Linked DNA regions of Mus musculus: region 2 is linked to region 1. A link is a contact called in public Hi-C data. All regions are on one chromosome and are shown on one strand. The core of a region is the stretch at or near the end of the contact, and the rest is flanking DNA. Distances in the headings are between cores, read along the strand shown.

Evidence for each region. A called contact is a pair of places that touch in the nucleus more often than the background predicts.
Region 2: a Hi-C map of cerebellum shows a contact between it and region 1, with 1.9 times the contacts expected there. The contact joins two enhancer-like sites. A contact is called at or near these places in 1 of 15 datasets of contacts at CTCF or cohesin (CD8 T cells), 8 of 484 Hi-C or Micro-C datasets (Sertoli cells, brain, cerebellar granule neurons and 5 more), 4 of 115 datasets of contacts at active chromatin or transcription factors (CD8 T cells, acute myeloid leukemia, embryonic stem cells and 1 more) and 1 of 9 other capture datasets (embryonic stem cells).

What each region holds. Positions count from the first base shown.
Region 1 is chr12:73,707,479-73,710,587 of GRCm38.p6, reverse strand. The region is part of intron 9 of Prkch (protein kinase C, eta); the gene reads right to left. Among named protein-coding and RNA genes, the nearest start is that of Gm34189, 73 kb to the left of the region's middle. Within about 2 kb of position 1,552, at least 63 of the 459 cell types and tissues checked have an H3K27ac peak or open chromatin away from gene starts, as enhancers often do. A contact at or near this core is called in cerebellum, where this site is marked.
Region 2 is chr12:73,861,632-73,864,740 of GRCm38.p6, reverse strand. No RefSeq gene overlaps it. Among named protein-coding and RNA genes, the nearest start is that of Hif1a, 45 kb to the left of the region's middle. Within about 2 kb of position 1,595, at least 7 of the 459 cell types and tissues checked have an H3K27ac peak or open chromatin away from gene starts, as enhancers often do. A contact at or near this core is called in cerebellum, where this site is marked.

The DNA of each region.
Region 1 (3,109 bases), core at 303-2,802:
AGTTTGTTTTCTATTTCCATCTGAGCCAAAGGCAAACGAGAACAAATGACCCAGAAGCAGACCACATGGCATGAGAAGTAGTCATTGCTCAAGGAAAGGAAGAAACCTAGTTCCAGAGAGAGCAGAGGAAAATATCCTTGGGTGTTTCAGAAAAGGCCAGAAAACACATATGGTACACAAGAACAATTCTTTCTAACAACCCCTTTCTTTTCAGATGTATATACTGCACAGAGGGGAGATTGCTTGCTACAGTGTAACAGGCATGGCATAGAACGGCATAACCCAGGCAAGAAGCCACATACTTTCAGGTAGCCCCTTGCTGTGTGATCCAGGATAGATTGTTTAACCTCTCTGGAGCTCAGCTGTGCAAACTGTTCCAAGGAGGATGCAAACATCTTCACCTTCTGGGATTGTTTGGAGTACTGCAAGACATTTTGCCCAACAGGTATTTATCAGATAGCAGTGTGCACTTTCTGGGGCAGCAAGAACGAGTAAAGCATCCAGAGTGCACTTCAGTGAACTTCCAGCTTCTGCACCTGCCCATCCTGCAGAACGGACACATTCAGACTCCAACAATGATCAACCAGGCACACTGATGCTAGCAGAGGCCTCTGCAGACAGACCATCATCTCCTTTGTCTTCTCCTCTTCTCTCCTAGCCTGTAGCCTTGGGGGGTCTCTTCTCCTTGACCAGGATGGCAGAGTATCAGAGCACAGGGAGATGATGGCATGATGGGAGCTGAGTGTGCCTCCTTCCCAATCCAGCTGATGGTAGCACCTCAGGATGCACTTGGGACTGGCTCAGTAAATTGTGGACTGTGGGCTGTGGCTAATCTGCCCCTGCCCTGTGTATGCAGCTCCCTCCCCACAAGGGACTCCTTCTAGAGGCTCTTTACTCACTAGGGAGAAAGGCAGTCTTTTCTTTTCTCTTCTTTTCTTTTCTTTTCTTTTCTTTTCTTTTCTTTTCTTTTCTTTTCTTTTCTTTCCTTTCCTTTTCCTTTCCTCTTTCTCTTTCTTTCTTCTCTCTCTCTCTCTCTCTCTCTCTCTCTCTCTCTCTCTCTCTCTCTCTCTCTCTCTCTCTCTCTTTCTTTCTTTCTTTTTGGACTGGAGATGCCTAACTAGGCAAACTAGGAAATAAAGAACTTCTTAAAGACACCAAGTGCTAGGAAAGCCAGAGCCCAAACTTTAACTCAAGGTTCCCTTGTTATTACCTGCCCCAAAGGGGGGTGGAATAATAACCCCTTTCTCACCTCTACATATTCTGCTTTACTAATAACTAATATGACAACAATGGAGAGGAAAATACAGAGGAAGCAACGCTCTCTTGCCCTTGTGTTACCAAGTCACTTCCCTGACATCCTTAGCGTCTGCTGAGAGCGTCCTGTGCCTGTGTGCACAGATTCTGAACAATCTCGCCTTCTGCAATTGGGGCTGGGCTTTGCTGCTACTCCTCCGCCAGCTAGGAGCAGCAGATCCCTCTGGCCTGTCTCGAGCTCCATCTTCAGGACTGACCCAGGAAGTCTAGCAGCCCAGGCTCTGAGGAAACCTACAGCAAGGGGCCGGTCCTGTCCTTCCTGTCCCTGGGAGCCTCTGTGGTCTACAGCCATTAGAGAAGCAGAGGTAAACAGAGTTGAATTCCTAAGGAGTGAGGAGGGACCTCGGTACAGCCCTCTTCTAGGTTTTGGACACAGGATGTCCTGTATTTTTGAAGCAGAAGGCCTGCTCAGATAAACTGGGTCTCTGAACAAAGACTGGGGCATCTGACCAATATTGACTTTGCTGCTTCCCCCAACCCCTTCCTGGGAGGCTGCTTTCTGTCTTTGCTCCTTTCTCCCTCCTCCAGCCTCTCCCTCTGGCTGGCCTCTTACCCCACCTATCTGCCTCTCTGAAGCTCAGTTTTCTCTGCCTGGCCTCAGCTGAAAGCTCTTCTTACTCAAGCGGGAAGCCTGTGGAAGAAAGGCGGTGGGCCTCCATTCCAGGCCATAAATGCCAATAGGCTGACAGCCCCAATGAAGATGAAAGGACCCGGAAGCAAAGTCAGCTTCAAAGCACCGAGGACAACAGCATGTGCTAGATTTGTGACACGGGTCCCTTGTAACCAAGTGTTCCTTGGCTAAAAAATGCCTTATTCTCACTAGCTCTGTTGTTTAAAACAACAAAACAAAACATGCATTTGAAAACTGTGTACCAACCCAGCAACTCCGCCACTCAGCTACTGTCCTGATGAGATTTTTATCATCATTTCTGGCTGGTGCCTTTGTAGGGAATGGAGAGCCACTTTGCTGTCTTGGCCAGAACTTGATATGGATACAAACCACTCATCTTTGTAAGTACTGTATCCTTTCCTGGAACCTTCTAGTTCTACGGTTTCTTAAAAGTGCTGGGTGTGAGGGAGTGTTTTATTATTTCCATGTTTCTCTGAACTACAGACAAAGCAAAGATAATAACCGAGTCTATCTTATGGAGCGACAACATGCCATTAGTCATGCATGCTAGGTGCTGATGACAATGTCTGATATCCAATACTTTTGAATTTTTTTAAGTGACCTAGTGGATCTGGAACTCCTGGACTCTACCTCTCATAGCCTGTCTGAGACTCCAGGTCTGAGCCATCACATCTGGAAGAACACCCACTTCAATTAGTACATTAAGTGTTTTCCCTTTGCTGAAAGCTCAGGTCATTTCAACTTAACTCAGATGATAAGAAAATAAATAACTCCAAAATCTAAAACAAAGAAAAAGATCTAAATAGATATTTCTCAAAACAAGAAGTATAAGTGGCCAATAGATACATTTAAGAGAAATGATGGCCACTAACCATCAGAGAAATGCAAACTGAAGCCACCCCAAGGTGGCTTTTCCCTGCTGGAGCTGCTATTAAAAGGATGAAAGGAATTGAGCTCCAGCAACACAGGAAGGAAAGAAGGCCCATCCATCCGTGTGCACAGACACTGGGCCTGTGAGTCCGTCAACCACCGCCCAAATCCAAATGGAGACGCCTCAAAAGTTAAAATGGAATATGCGTATGATCCAACCAACAGTTCCACAAGCTCGGTTTATATCCAAGAAGTCTGAAGTCAGAAGCAAGATGATTGAAAAGAGAACTGCAC
Region 2 (3,109 bases), core at 346-2,845, 150 kb before region 1:
CAGGTGGGCCTTCACTATGATACCAAACATCATTACAATAGACGGAGGAGGAAAGAGAGACAGACAGAAGGCAGAGACTGAAGAGGTGTGCTCACAAGTCAAGGAAGCCAGGTTGCTGCCAGCTCACAGAGGCTGGAAGTGGTTAGAGGACAATCAGTCCCAGAAGGAGTTGATTTTAGATTTCTGGCCTTCAGAGCTCTAAGAAAATACATTTTTGTCATTTTAAGTAACCAGTTTGTGGTGGTTTGTTCCTACACTCCCAGAAAACCTCTCTTGAACCACTGTTAACAGCTGTTCACCCTGCAATCAGGGGACAGCACTAACTGCGAAACACACACACACATAATACACACACCACACACACACACACACACACACACACACCACTCTCCAGGCTTTAGCGGCATTTTGGTTTCCATGGGTCCACCTGAGGGACAGACGTGAAGGTAGACAATACACGAAGCTACTGCTCCTGTCTATTCCTCCTGCTCAAGAACTCCTACGCAGAGAAAGGCGGGACTGAAATTGGACTTCCCGAGCTTCAACACTTTCATGTAATTACAGAGCAATATGAAAAACAGAGAAGAGACTATTTTGAGCCTGGCATATGCCATTAGGTTCTCAGAACACATGATGATCCGTTGCTGACAGCTGGGTGTATAGCCTCATCTCTGTCTTCTCCCCCGGAACGGCTATGGTCCAGCAGTGTCAGCTCATTTCTCCTTCCTGACCCAACTCACTTGCTTAGATGATTTTTTGCCTGCACACAGCCCATTCCCCTTTTCTTGAAATGCTCTCCCTGAAGTTAAGCTGACCCATGGATTCTTCTTCATTGTGTGAAGCCAGGTTCATGCCTCATTAGCTTCCACTCAAGATTAGATTATGGATTCTCTTTTGCAATGACCTTACTTTTTATAAAACACAAAGCCTTACTTTATGCACAGCTCTATGTTATAATTCTTTCTGTATCCATTTCTTTGAAGGTCAAGTTATTTTAGGCACATTTTAGTGTCCTCTGTGCCTTGTACTTCAGCCAGTGCCAGTCCACCGAGTTATATTGATTTGGATTTATATTCTGGAATTGATGACCTTATTTAAGAGCTGTATTACTTCTTCCCAGATGATGTCACTATGCCACTAATACCACCAGGAGGCTGTGATACTGGATTTCATGGAATGGATCTGAGAATAGAGGACATGATGGTTGGCTTTACCCGAAGCTGGCGTGGAAAGGAAATATTTTCATCCCAACGAGGAGAAAGAAAGGTAGTTTTGAGAGTGAGTCAGAACTTTCTCTAGCTGCTCCTCATGTAGATTTGTTCTGGACCCTAGCCCTCCTAGGTTACCATCTATTTGTGACGACTCTGTGTAGTTTCCCAAGGACTACTGAGATATCCTGTTTTTTCCTGGTGACAGAGAAGAGCACTGTGGCACAGGCTTCTCCCGAGGGGTTGGAATAGAAATAACTGTGTGGTCCACGAGTCCTCTAAATGGTACAGAGGAGAACTCTTGATGAAAAGCACAGCTCCCATCCTTGCCCTGAAACTGGGATTCTGCCTGGGCTATTTTGGGCCTTGTTTCCAGTTGCCTCTGGCCAGTGACAAGATTTCACACTCGCTGCCACTTCTCATTATGGCCCCTGCTGCTCGTGTCTCAGAAAGGCTTCTCCGAGGCTGATGGGCTCAGGCTTCGGAAACAGGCTGCCTTGCTCTGCCGGAGAGGCACTCCTGGCAATGTGGGCAACTCAGTGTGCTTGTGTTTGCAGACAGGGACTCCTCTCACCTTCCAGAGAGATAGGTATGTCCTACCTTAGCTACGAGAGATTGGATTCCTTCCTTAGGAAGTTGCAGTCTGCAAGGCATTCAGATACACTGTGAATACACTGTGAATGCAGTCAGTTTTTCTTAATGGGTCTGTCCTGAGAAACAGAACCATGTGGAAACATGGAGAGGTCTGGCAGCACACTAAGGTCCAGAAGGAGTCTTCCAGAGGGGAAATCCAGTAGGATGTTGTAAGGGGGCTGGATAATGGCAGTCCCTATTTCCCCATATTTCCTTTCTATGGGGTCACATTAGGTGGCCTTTGTTCTTTGTTCTCACTGGCTCCCTCAGATTTAGAGCCAGAGCTTCTCAATTCTGTGTCCCAGCCATATTTTAGCCGAGTAGTGTGTTCTTTAACTTTTCAAGCCCAGGAATAGTTAAGCGAACTATGGACAGGGACCTCAGGTCACGGCCCTCTTCCTAACATTCAACCACAGCTGGTACACCTGCGCAAACAGTACCTTGTAAGTCTCCATCCTCCAAAGTCGTTCTCTATTGATTGTGAGGCTCTTACTGATAGTTCTCCTGGATTGCAGGGACACTAAGACTATATAATTAACAGGGATCTTTAAAGGCTTCGGTGGAATATTTGGATTCAATAACTAGAGACTCAGAATTTCAGCGAAAAGAAGACAGATGGAGAGGATATAGGAGAATTTAAACATAGATGAAATACAATAGGGGGCAAGCAGACCCTCCAAGAACTAGAAAGACTTCCTTTCTCATCTGAGGCGCTGCAATTTCTTGTGGAAAGCATCTGTTCCAATTTCTCTCTGGTGCATCCTCTTCTGTCCTTTTGACCCCTCCTTCACACCCCTCTCTTCATCACGTAAGCTGGTGCTCGGTTTTTGGCTTTGAAAGATACTGACTTCAGTCTTCACCTCTCACCCAGCATTTTCTCCCGCTAATTAAGTAGAGATTATCCAAGTATAAAGCAATTAATAAGTAAGCTAATGAGTGTAATCATTAATGAGAAGATGAAGGCAAAGTCAAATCTCCTATGGAAAATGGAGCACACGTGGATGCTTGTCAAGAATGGGAAGATAAATTGACTAAGGCATACATCTACCTATCTCTATAGGATCACAGATGCTGACTGCTCTAGTTAACTTTCTACTGCTGTGATAAAACGCCATGACCAAAAGCAATATGTGTTGGGGGCAAGGGTTAGTTGACCTGCAGGTTAGAGTCCATCCTAAGGAGAAGCCATGGCAAAAACACAGGCAGGAGAAACACAGATCTGGAGACAGAAATGAAGCAACGACCATACAGAAGTACTGTTTACTGGA